Regions from separate parts of the Mus musculus genome. Here regions 1 and 3 are each linked to region 2. The links are chromatin contacts, called in public promoter capture Hi-C maps. All regions are on one chromosome and are shown on one strand. The core of a region is the stretch at or near the end of the contact, and the rest is flanking DNA. Distances in the headings are between cores, read along the strand shown. Region 1 overlaps Trak1 (trafficking protein, kinesin binding 1). Region 2 holds the start of Eif1b (eukaryotic translation initiation factor 1B). Region 3 overlaps Ulk4 (unc-51-like kinase 4).

Region 1 (3,503 bases), core at 748-3,247, 980 kb before region 2:
ATACAGCCATCCTCAGACAAAAGTAAATAAATAATATACCTGGGCTGGATTCTCTCTCTCTCTCTCTCTCTCTCTCACACACACACACACACACACACAGAGGCTTGAGCTGGAAGCGGAGACGGCATCTGATTAAAATACAGCACACATGGATAATAAATAAAAATTCATAACTGCACAGGTGACAGCAGCAGGCCCAGGCCACGCTCACTTGCTCACACTTCTTCCACTCATAAGCACCTCTGATCTTTTCCTATGGGCAGAAATGGGATGAGGGGACAATGGACTTGGGGGATGAGGAGGAAATTTAATTCTAGTTTTGAAATGAGGGGACTAAAAACTGCAGCCACTGAGGACCACAGAGCTCTACGATGTGGCCTGAGCTCCCTTCAGAGTGAAAAGGGGCCAGCAGCCATCACGCTTGACACACCTTGGCTCAGGATGCCCTGAGGTGTGCTGTGACTTCGGCCCTTCCCCTCCACCGTGTATAGGTTTAACAGTCCTGTCCCCTTCCCCATGATCCTATTGTTACAGTGAGAACTGGTCATACATCACCCTGGCTGTGACATTGGGTCCCAGAAATAAGCTCTGTCATTAGAGAGTTAGCGTGTGTGCCGTCTGCACTTTGGTGTCAGAACCAAGAGAAACTGCCAGTACTGAGACTTCCCTGCAAATAAAAATTTTAGAAATGGGAAGGAAAAAAAGAAAAAATCAATCACTCAGAACACGGAGGGGCCGCCTGATTGCGCATCAGAGTGTAAATACATTCTTTTCGCGTCAGGCTCTAACCCTGACAGCTTGTGACAAAATGCAAGGTAACTTCAAGTCAGAGACGTGAAAAGAAGTCTGGAGAACAGACAGTCCATTGGGGCAGGATAGTGCAGACCTTGATGAAGCTGGGTCACCTACAACTGAAAGGACAGCTCTCCGATGGCGAGCAGCCCTGTGTGTCGGCTGTCATAGGTGAGCGAGGAGACCTGTGCCACACGGCGGCTCTGTGTGCACCCTGACAGTCTTATGCAGAATTCACCAGATTCCTATCCATGGGATAAGAACAGCCTTGGGAATTTCAGTGCTTCTTTAAAGTAAGGAAGAAAGGACGCCACCTTCCCCCAAATGAGCTCAGGTGACATCCTCACGAGATTGTGACCTTGTAGGGTTATTACTTCCTGTGGATTGGATGAGAGAGCAGATGCAAGGTCCCCAAGTCCTGTATACACACCATATGGAGTTCCACTCTCCCCCCAAGAGGCACACAATTGATCTCTCTAACTCAGAAGGAGTGGACCTCAGAGGAGACAGGGGTGTGAGTGCTCTGTCGGGGACAGGAGGCAGGAAGCAGACAGGACAGCAATCCCCAGCCTCACCGCAAGCTAGTCTGTTTGGGGAGCTTAGCACCCATCAAGATGCCCGAGGTGAGGATCACGGGGGCTCTCATCTGCACGCTGGACCCGACCATAGTGGGGAAGCTGCGATTCCGTCGGATGCCACTGGGGCACCCCAGAGGCAGGCCCTCGGGGACCAGGCCCCCAGGGACAAGAGCCTGTGCTGGCCCTGTGGGTCCACAGAGGAGAGGTCCCTGTTCCTCAGTCAAGGTGGGGATACGGGCACGTCCTGAGTTCACCACTCTGGCCACCCCAAACCTCCTGACTTTGTCCACAAGGTTGAGGTTGGAGACAGACACATCTGTTTGGCTCTCGCTGCTCCGCACGGGCCTCTTTTCCCTCACCTCCCTCAGGATAGAGCTGGCCGGCTTGGAAGCCAGGAAGTTGTTGTAGGGAGGGCTCGTGCACTTGAACTCGAAGGAGGGCGGGGAGGCCGAAGGTGTCTGCATAGGGGAGTTTGGTGGGGTGGACGGGATCACAGCCATCCTAGGGGTGTAGGAGTGGAGGAGGGAGCCCCTGCCGGCTCTGTCCCAACTCTGGGGGTCGTACACGGCCGCCGAGATGCCTCGCTCCTTCAGCAACCATACCAGCCCCAGGGACGTGCTCATGGTTGTCGTGGACTCACGGACATTTGTGAAAGACTCAGCCAGGCTCAGTCTCCGGGGGGTGCATGGCGTGGCCACTGGTGTGGATTTCAAGTGGCTGGTACTGCTACAAGCCGGAGCTGGGGCAGAGTTAAGGCTGAAAGAAAGGGGGGGGGGCTGGTTATTAGTGAGAAAGAACCATCAGTGGCCCAGTCGCCTGCAGGGAGTGCAGAAGCAGCTTGGGGTAGGAGAAGACACTCCCTGCTGTGCCCTGTGGAGCCCTCTGCTCCTCATTTTGTAGGGGGGGGGGGTCTCTTACTGTGCTTCAAGTTAACAGGAAGCTACGCATGGTCCCTTGCTTACCCCAGAGCCGTCTGTCTCCTCTGTACATGGAGATGCAGACTCTAAGGTCAGTGGGCGTACTCAGGGCTGTACTTGGCTAGTGAGTGGACAATCCTGGACTTGAACCCACATGCGAAGCGGCCCCACGGCTGTCAGGTCATGACAGGAAGCAGACCCTTCAGCAACCAAATTACCCCAAATAGTTCTTTTTCCAAACCTTGATCTTTCAAACCTGGGCCGCGAGTTACGGGAGAACTTGTTACAGGAACAGCAAAAACGCAGCCAAGGCACAGGACTCAGCCTCAGCCTCAGCCTCAGCCCCGTGCTGTTCCTGCTCCCACTTCCCACTGTGCAAACACCTTGGGATGCAGTGGACTGGGATGCAGTGGACTGGTCAGGGCAGGGGAAGGAAACCACATCTAACATGATCAATCTGTCTAGGATTTGTAAGGTTCAAAGCCCATCAGAGTGTGTAGCGAAGCCATATTCGTCCATCTACCACGGCCTGATGACTGGGGAGACCTGGGAGGTCCCAGTATCTGTGATCCAGCTGGGAAAGCCACCAGAATGCAGGCAGCAGGGAGAAGTAGCAGTCTGTGCTCACAAAGCTGGCTTTCAGGGAGGTCTGCTCTGCTTCTGAGAGGGTGCAGAGGGACAAAAGAAAACCTACTGCCACTGCCTCGTGGGACTTCAGCCGGAGTGGTCAGCTTCCCTAGCAATAGGCCAGCTGAGCAGTCCCCAGAACTCAGTCATAGACCCCTCTCCCCAGGCTGCTCACGGGAGGCCCAGGCACCTTGGGCAGGCACCAACTAGAAACAGAAAGGGAACCGGGACCATCTGGAGAAGGCCCTTGGAATGATGAGAGACGGGCCCCTCCCTCCCTAGACAGAGAGAGATAGAGGTGCCATGTGACCCCACATTTAGGTAGTCTCCCCACCTAACACTGGCGGGCATGGGGTGGGAGCCACAGAAACAGCTCATCACACACAAGCTTGAGAGAGGAGATTCTGCAGAGTTGGGAGTACCTGGAGAGAGCACAGCAGATCTGGGGATAAGAAGGGGAGACTCGCAAAAGGCGCAGGAAAGGTTTTTATAAATGCTGAGAGTTGCTAGAAGGTATGAATGTTCTAGACAAGAAGGGAAATGAGTGTGGCCATTCCTATGAAGATTTTTAAGACTTCCCCCCACCCCA
Region 2 (3,562 bases), core at 493-2,992:
GGGGTAACCGACTCAGATGGAGAACAAAGCAGCTCTCCTGGCCCGAGCTCTGGCATGCACCCACTCCTCACGGTCACCTTTTTGAAAGCTTTCACAAGTTTCTTTTTGTCATAATCGTCCGCAATGCCCTGCACAGTGGTCAGCGTCTTCCTGCCGTTGCGCTGCTGGATCCTTATATGAATGTAGTCCTCAGTCCCTGCCGGGAGTAAGTCGTCGCCCTTAGTTGCATCAGCAAAGGGGTCTGTAGAGGAGCAGAAAAGTAGAAAACAAATTACAAAGTAGTATGTAGAAGCGTGCTCCACTCCATATCCAGACAGACCTCGGTGAGGCCTCCAGCACTCCTGCTCCATTTCTGCAGGCGAGGGTGGGGCTCACTGATAATAAGTTTTTCAAAGGAGAAAAACCTAAGCAGGCTCTGTATGCCGATATCTGAGCTTAAAAGTAGAGACCACCACTGTGGAAGCCACCAGCAAATGAGACAGAAAACATTTACGAAACCCTAATTTCATACAGCCTTCATACAGCCGCCACAAGAACATGCGTCACCGCCACTATTTTTCGACTACAACATTCAAAAACACCCACCCCAATTAGTTAACATAGTAACTGAGCCTTATAAAACACATATAAACATATACATGCAACCTCACGAGGTGTAATTTACAAAATGATTGCAAGCAGAGACAACAGGGCCACTTCCAAGTCAAATCAGAGGCCTCTCTCCTAAGTGTTTCAAACAGACGCCTCTGGGGGCTGCTTAAAACCAGCTGGGTCCAGCCCCACCCCAGCTCCGGTCAGTGACAGGTCTCTCTGGCACCCCCCCCCCCTCCAGTCCTGGCCGACTGAGTCGCAGATCCTCTAAGCCCTTAACTTCCCTTCCCTCCCAGCAAGGACTGAGCAAGGCCACCCCCCGCCCCCCATGCCCCAACACACACACACACACACACACACACACACACACACACACACACACTTGTGAGTCGTCTGAGAGTCACAGGTCTCGCAGTCACCCTAAAGCTGTCAGGTTCTCCAGCTTCTGGGCCCCACCCCTCCAGTCTCCTTGCAAAGCCCTGGCCAGCCCCGAGGCCACAAGAGAGATAACACCAGAGACTCCCAGCGTCTTGTCACTGTCAGGTTCCCTGCAAGCCCCTAGTCCTAGTCTCTGCAGCCCTGGCAAGTACTGTAGCTCCCTTACGGGTCTCTGAAGCCCCCGGCCTTTCTGTCAGTCCCCCCAGCCTCTGGCGGGTCCCCCTGCAGCCCTGGCGTGTCCCCCGACCGTCCTGTGAGTCCCCGAGACCCTTGTCTTCCTGCCAGTGTCAAGTTCCCCAAGCGCCTGCCGGTCGGGCCCTCGCCTCTACGGAGTCGCAGGCCCACTTAAGGCCGTGTCCGAGGCCCGGAGAGGGGCATCCCCCGGGCTAGGGTCGCGGGGAGCCCCCCGTCGCCATCTTCTGGGCGCCGAGACAAAGCCCAGAGGGACGCGGGCGGCGGCCGGCCACTGGCCCTTACCGAAAGATTGGAGGTTCTGGATAGTGGACATGCGACACTAGTGTGAGGCCGGTGAGAGGATAGAATTCCCGCGGGGCCCGCCCGGATCACCGTGTCAGGAGGCTGCAGCGGCGAGAAACGGAAATCAATGAAGCGGCGGAAGCCCGGGGCGCAGGAAGACGCGGAGGCGGCGGTGGGGCGCGAGCAGGGAGGCGGCGCTGCGGCTTCTCGCACAAAATGGCCGGCGCCGCGTATTTAGCCCCGCGCGCCGCCGCCACGTGACCGTCCGCACGCACCGCGCGTCCGCCCCGGAGCGCCGAGCCGGGGGCCAGCGAGGAGCGGGCGGGAGCCCACTGCGGGCAGCCGCGGTCCGTCCCGCCCGAGGCGCCGGGCGGAGGCGCTTCCGGGTGCAACGGCGAGAAACGTGCCCCCGGGGGTCTGGACTTGCAACCAGCGGGGACCGCGCTCTGCGCCTCCGCCGCCCTCCCCAGCCCCCAGGGTTCCCGAGACCCCTGAGTTCCTTGCAGAACCCTTGTGGGTGCCACCTGGGAATTCTCCCTTCCTCCAAGCCCCGGGATTCCGATGCTGCAGTCTCTACTAAGCTTAACCTGTTTGTCTCAGGTGTCACGACCTAGCCTCTAGCAGAGTCAGGTGTGCGTGGAGAGAACGCGCTACCATCCCGCCCGAGCTCTCCTCTGCGGAGCCTCCTAAGGTCGGATGCAAGTCCCGTGCAGGATGGGTGTCTGGTGGTTGCTAGGTGAGTGTGAGCGAGCAGATGAAGTAACTGTAAAGAGTAACCGTGCACAACCATCAGTGGACAGTGGAGAACCGTCTTAACCTATGTAAACCACCTATGCAGGTGGTTGGCTTTCTAGACCAAAGCAGTAGACTAAAAATTTGGAATTCTTAACCTTTTTGTAGGTCAAACCTGTTGCCTTCGTGTTGAAATAGTATTGGAGGCCTGATGCAAGACATTAGAAGCCATAGATAGCATACATACTATGTTTCTGTCTAGCAATCCATTCAACAAGATGTAGCAGTAGGTCCAATCGCTACTACAATTTCCTTTTTAAAAAGATTTTATTTTTATGTGGTTGGGTGTATGTACCATAGAGGCCAGAAGAGGGTGTCATATCCCCTGGAACTGGAATAACAGCTGGTTATGAGACCATGGGAACAGAACCCAGGTCTTGTGTAAGAGCAGCAACTCCTGGGAAGTCTCTCGAAGTCCATTACTGTAGTTTAAAAAAGGAAATGAATATCTGGAGTGTAGTGCTCATGTTTCAGTGACTTCTATTGTACAAAGTGGCCGCTCCTAATGTTTCTATGCATGGCCTGTTGCTTTAGGGTTGTAAAAATGAATACACTTGTATGCCCCTACATCCACCAGTCAGGTTTCAGGCACACTACTTACTCAGTTTTATTCTTATACCATGGTTTGAAAAACTCTAGCTTACGAATATTTGAATTAATAGTCTTGAGCATCTTCCACCTTCATGTAGGTCCTGGAGCAGGAACTCAGGTTGTCAGGCCATCAGCAAGCCTGAGCCACCTCACCAGTCCTTGAGAAGTTTTTAATAAATTATATAAATTTTCTGCCTGAAATATTAACACTATTTTCTAAGTAACTTAAAGAAGTCTACAAAGTAGTATAAGAAGCACAGACTACACAAAACATACGGTATAAATTACCACTCTACTACATGGTATGTTTCCCCCCTTTTCTTACTAGATATACCTTACCACTGGGTATTACGTGGTTTCTCAGATGGAGCCTAGGATGAGTGAGCCAGAGAAGAAAACTAAAACAGAAAAACCTTGAAGTTTCCCTGAAGACTGGAGCTGGAGCAATGGCATAGTCTAGCTGTTCTTTCAGAGGACTGCTGCAGGCCCCAGCTCTCAGGAGAAAGCAGCTCTCAACTGCCTACAACTCCAACTCCAGGAGGTCGGATGCCCTTTTATGGATTCTGTGGGTACCTGCACTCAGGTGGACATCACTCACATTGCAGACACACACCCCGAAAATTTCAAGGTCTCACTGTCACTATACCTGTTAGTAGAACGTATCCCTCCATTT
Region 3 (3,691 bases), core at 713-3,212, 760 kb before region 2:
CCCGTGAAACCCAGGAAATCACTCAGTCCTTCCCCTGAGAGTTAGAGAACAGTTGCAGTTTTTATAAACGAGTCTGTCTATGGATAGAGATAAGGTAAGATCTGTGCTGTTAGACGCCATTTCTGGCGTTTGTCGTGTGGTTAGATGCCACTTCTGCCGTTTGTCCTGCAGTTAGATGCCATTTCTGGCATTTGTCGTGCGGTTAGACGCCATTTTTGATGTCTTTGGTTTGTGCGGGAAGCTGGAGGCTGGAGTTCCAGGTTTTGCCAGCCACCCTACCGACCTGGATGTGTCTAACAGTCATTTTACCAGACTTGTAAAAGTGTGTGTAGATGTGAGTGGATGTAGCTGTATGTGGTTGGATCTGTACACATGCAAGTGTGAGCATGTGTGTCAGAGCATGGCCCCAGTGTTATCCTTAGACACACTGTCTATCTCTTCAGAGGGAGGTCCCTTGATCTGAGCTCATTGACTAGACTAGACTGGCTGGCCACGGAGCCCCAGGAAGCCTCAGCCGTCACTTGCTGAGGGTCAGGATTGCATGTGTGGCTTCAGACTCACGTCCTCATGCTTGCAAGGCTCCCTGTCTCCCCAGCTCTTGACCCGAAAAGATTATTATTATGGTCATTGTCATTACTGTTCTTATTGTAGCAGTTGTTCACTGACATGGTTATGTCTCCCTGGGTAGAGGCCAGCCAAGTAGCGCATCGCCTCAGAGCCGAGGTGGGGTGCCTTTTTGTTAACTGTCATGTAGTGTTTCCTCCTCATCCCGGCCCTGAGTTCTCTGTTCCTCTGCTTCTCACTGGATGTCTGCTCAGCCCTCTCCACCTCACACGTGCTCCCTCTGCTTCCTTCCCTCCACAGTGGAGAAGTTGCTGGTCCTCAAGGACCAAGACTGGAATGACTTCCTGCAGCAGGTGTGCTCCCAGATCGACTCCAGCGAGAAGAGCACAGGGGCGCTGCGGGCCAAGCTGAACCTCCTGTGCTACCTGTGTGTGGTGGCCACGCACAAGGAGGTGGCCACCAGGCTGCTTCACTCCCCGCTGGTAGGTACTGCAGGGTAGATGGGCCTCCCAGGGCCCCACCACCTACTCTGTGTGGTTGGCCTCTGTATTTCAAAGACATGTGAACAAGAGCTTGGGGCCGAGTGATGATCAGCTCAGTAGTAGAACAGAACAGGCAATAAAAACAATAGACCAAGGATATGTGTGTGTGTGTGTGTGTGTGTGTGTATGTGTGTGTGTGCATGTTAGTGTGTGTATGTGTGTATATGTGTGTGTATGTGTGTATGTGTGTGTGAATATATGTGTGTGTGTATGTGTGTGTATGTGTGTGTGTGTGTGTGTGTGTGTGTGTGTGTGTGTGGTGGTAGAACAGGGGATCCCAGAGCCTTACCCAGGCCAGGCAAGGGCTCTGCCACTGAGCCACATCCCTGACCCTAGTTTTTATTTTGAGCCACCGTCTCTGAGTTCCCCAGGCCTTGAACATGTTCTGTAGCTTAGTTAGATCTTGATCATATGATCCTCCTGCCTCAGCTTCCCAAGTTGCTGGGATTATAGGTCTGTGCCACCATGTCCAGATGGATACAATCGTAATCTGATTTAATTACAAAGAATAAAGTGATTTATTTTTTTATGAAAAATTTTCTCATGAAGGTTTTGGAATCATCATCAACTTCCTTGAAGCAGTTGTGTGGATGGTGGTTTCGAACTGTGGACATTTTTGTTAAGTGTTGGCCGGGAGCCATTGTACCTGTCTGTAATCAGGAGATGGAGCTCTGTGCTGGAGTAAACTCGGGTGGCTCCTGCTCCAGGCCACCTGGACAAATGCGAGGGTTTCCGATGTGTGAAAGGACAGAAAGCCGTACAGCATTCGCTTCCTGTTCTCCTTGGCGGGCCTCACTGGTGACTGACTGGCCAGGGTCGGCAGAGCTCCTCAGGCCAGCCGCTGGAAGCTGCGACTATGGCACTTCCTCAGGCGGGCCGCTGGAAGCTGCGACTGTGGCACTTTCTGCTGAGCCCCTGAAGTCAGCCTGGAGGAGTTTCAGTTCATTTTGTTCCCTCCCTGTGAAGGTTGCTGTGTGTCTGTGGGGGGTGGGGAGAGTAGTTAGTAGGACAAATCGAGAACATCTTGCTCTTAATTTTTTAAAGATTCATTTTATCTTTTTTTTTTTTTTTTTGGTTTTTCGAGACAGGGTTTCTCTGTGTAGCCCTGGCTGTCCTGGAACTCACTTTGTAGACCAGGCTGGCCTTGAACTCAGAAATCCGCCTGCCTCTGCCTCCCGAGGGCTGGGATTAAAGGCGTGCACCACCATGCCCGGCTGGATTCATTTTATCTTTAAATTGTGTGTGTGTGTGTGCACATGTGCATGTTACATCAGGTGCTCTTGGATGCCAAAAAGAGGGGGTCAGTTCCCCTGGAGCTGAAGTTACAGGTGATTGGTGCTTATAAACCTCTATGTGGGTGCTGGGAATTGAACCTGGATCCTCTGCAGAAGTAGCACCTGCTCTTACCTGCTAAGCTGTCCCCTCCATTGCTCGGTTCTTACCACTTCTTCTTCTTCTTCTATTTATTTTTTTATTTTATGCATATGAGTACAATGTAGTTCTCCTCAGACACATCAGAAGAGGGCATTGGATCCCATTACAGATGGTTGTGAGCCACCATGTGGTTGCTGGGAACTGAACTCAGGACCTTTGGAAGAGCAGTCAGTGCTCTTAACCCCTGAGCCATCTCTCCAGCCCCCAGTTCTTACTTCTTATTTATGTTTATTTTGCTGGCACACTGGCTGAGGTTCCATGTCTGTCAGTGGTCACCTCCCTGGAGGGAGTCTCACTTACCCCAGCTGTGTAAGTTTCCCTGCTAATTCACCGATTGCTTTGGATGTTGTTCTGAATAAAACTTACATTTTGATGTTTTTCTTTTTTAAATTCTAGTTCCAGTTGCTAATCCAGCACCTGCGGATAGCTCCTAACTGGGATATGTAAGTAACCTTCGTATTTTAAAGCACATTCTTTGTGATTTTGTAGTTATTGCCAGATACCTCATCATAAGCACAGTCCTAAGTCATCCGAAGTGAGCCTGCGGTAACCATGAGACACTCGCAGCCACTGCCTGTTGTCCCAATGTGGAAGGCTGTCCCTTCTCTGGGTGTCTATTGTGAGATCGGCCCACCTTTGGGTTTTTCATCTTGTGCCTGCCTCCGACACCTCTGTCTTCCTCCGGTGGCAGGAGTTTCCCCACGGTATTATGGAAACTGATGGGACAATCATGCACGGTGCTCATGTATGGGAGCTGCAGGCTCTAGGCTCCTCTTGCTGGGGCTTGATCACATGATGGAACTGTTTTCTGGGAGGAGTCTATGTGGGATGCAGAAGTGTAGAGTTGGGATCCCAGGTCAGCCCTACCTCACCCGCAGGGAAATCACGTTCACTGAGCCTCAGTGCTCGCATCTGTAGAATGGGGCTGTGTCCTCACCTACTCAGTAGATCCTTGGCAGACTGTGGGGCCAGAAGAGAGGTCTGGTGCACCATGGTGGGGGGGAGGGGGGAGGGGAGGTGGGGGAGGGATTATCTGTGTCATCTTGGAGACTCAGGATGGAATGCTGAGGTTGACAGAGGTGTGACAGCAGTTTCTCCTCATGGTGAAATACGAGGGCATCCGTGGAGTTTTCGAAAGGCTTTGGAAGGAA

The links. Promoter capture Hi-C pulls out the DNA fragments that hold promoters and counts their contacts.
Region 1: a promoter capture Hi-C map of stem cell-derived epiblast-like cells shows a contact between it and region 2, with 4 times the contacts expected there. The contact joins the enhancer-like site here to the promoter of Eif1b in region 2. A contact is called at or near these places in 4 of 39 promoter capture datasets (hippocampal neurons, liver and stem cell-derived epiblast-like cells), 3 of 484 Hi-C or Micro-C datasets (the N1E-115 cell line and embryonic stem cells) and 3 of 115 datasets of contacts at active chromatin or transcription factors (cardiomyocytes, embryonic forebrain and embryonic midbrain).
Region 3: a contact with region 2 is called in a promoter capture Hi-C map of the HPC-7 cell line, with 16 times the contacts expected there. The contact joins the enhancer-like site here to the promoter of Eif1b in region 2. A contact is called at or near these places in 9 of 39 promoter capture datasets (the 3T3-L1 cell line, the HPC-7 cell line, cranial neural crest and 5 more), 4 of 15 datasets of contacts at CTCF or cohesin (embryonic stem cells, large pre-B cells, pro-B cells and 1 more), 88 of 484 Hi-C or Micro-C datasets (the AML12 cell line, B cells, the Ba/F3 cell line and 49 more), 12 of 115 datasets of contacts at active chromatin or transcription factors (astrocytes, bone marrow-derived macrophages, craniofacial prominence and 9 more) and 1 of 9 other capture datasets (embryonic stem cells).

The regions. Positions count from the first base shown.
Region 1 is chr9:121,470,860-121,474,362 of GRCm38.p6, reverse strand. It overlaps Trak1 (trafficking protein, kinesin binding 1), which reads right to left. Exons shown (of 16, transcript NM_175114.3): 16 at 1-2,126. The coding sequence ends at 1,364. Among named protein-coding and RNA genes, the nearest start is that of Gm51661, 18 kb to the right of the region's middle. Within about 2 kb of position 1,997, at least 7 of the 459 cell types and tissues checked have an H3K27ac peak or open chromatin away from gene starts, as enhancers often do. A contact at or near this core is called in stem cell-derived epiblast-like cells, where this site is marked.
Region 2 is chr9:120,490,786-120,494,347 of GRCm38.p6, reverse strand. Eif1b (eukaryotic translation initiation factor 1B) reads right to left here and starts at 1,742. Exons shown (of 4, transcript NM_026892.3): 1 at 1,507-1,742; 2 at 78-241. The coding sequence starts at 1,537. D830035M03Rik (RIKEN cDNA D830035M03 gene) reads left to right here and starts at 1,767. Exons shown (of 2, transcript NR_166642.1): 1 at 1,767-2,242; 2 at 3,218-3,562.
Region 3 is chr9:121,248,217-121,251,907 of GRCm38.p6, reverse strand. Ulk4 (unc-51-like kinase 4) reads left to right here. Exons shown (of 37, transcript NM_177589.3): 15 at 865-1,046; 16 at 2,937-2,983. Among named protein-coding and RNA genes, the nearest start is that of Gm34735, 20 kb to the left of the region's middle. Within about 2 kb of position 1,962, at least 16 of the 459 cell types and tissues checked have an H3K27ac peak or open chromatin away from gene starts, as enhancers often do. A contact at or near this core is called in the HPC-7 cell line and bone marrow-derived macrophages, where this site is marked.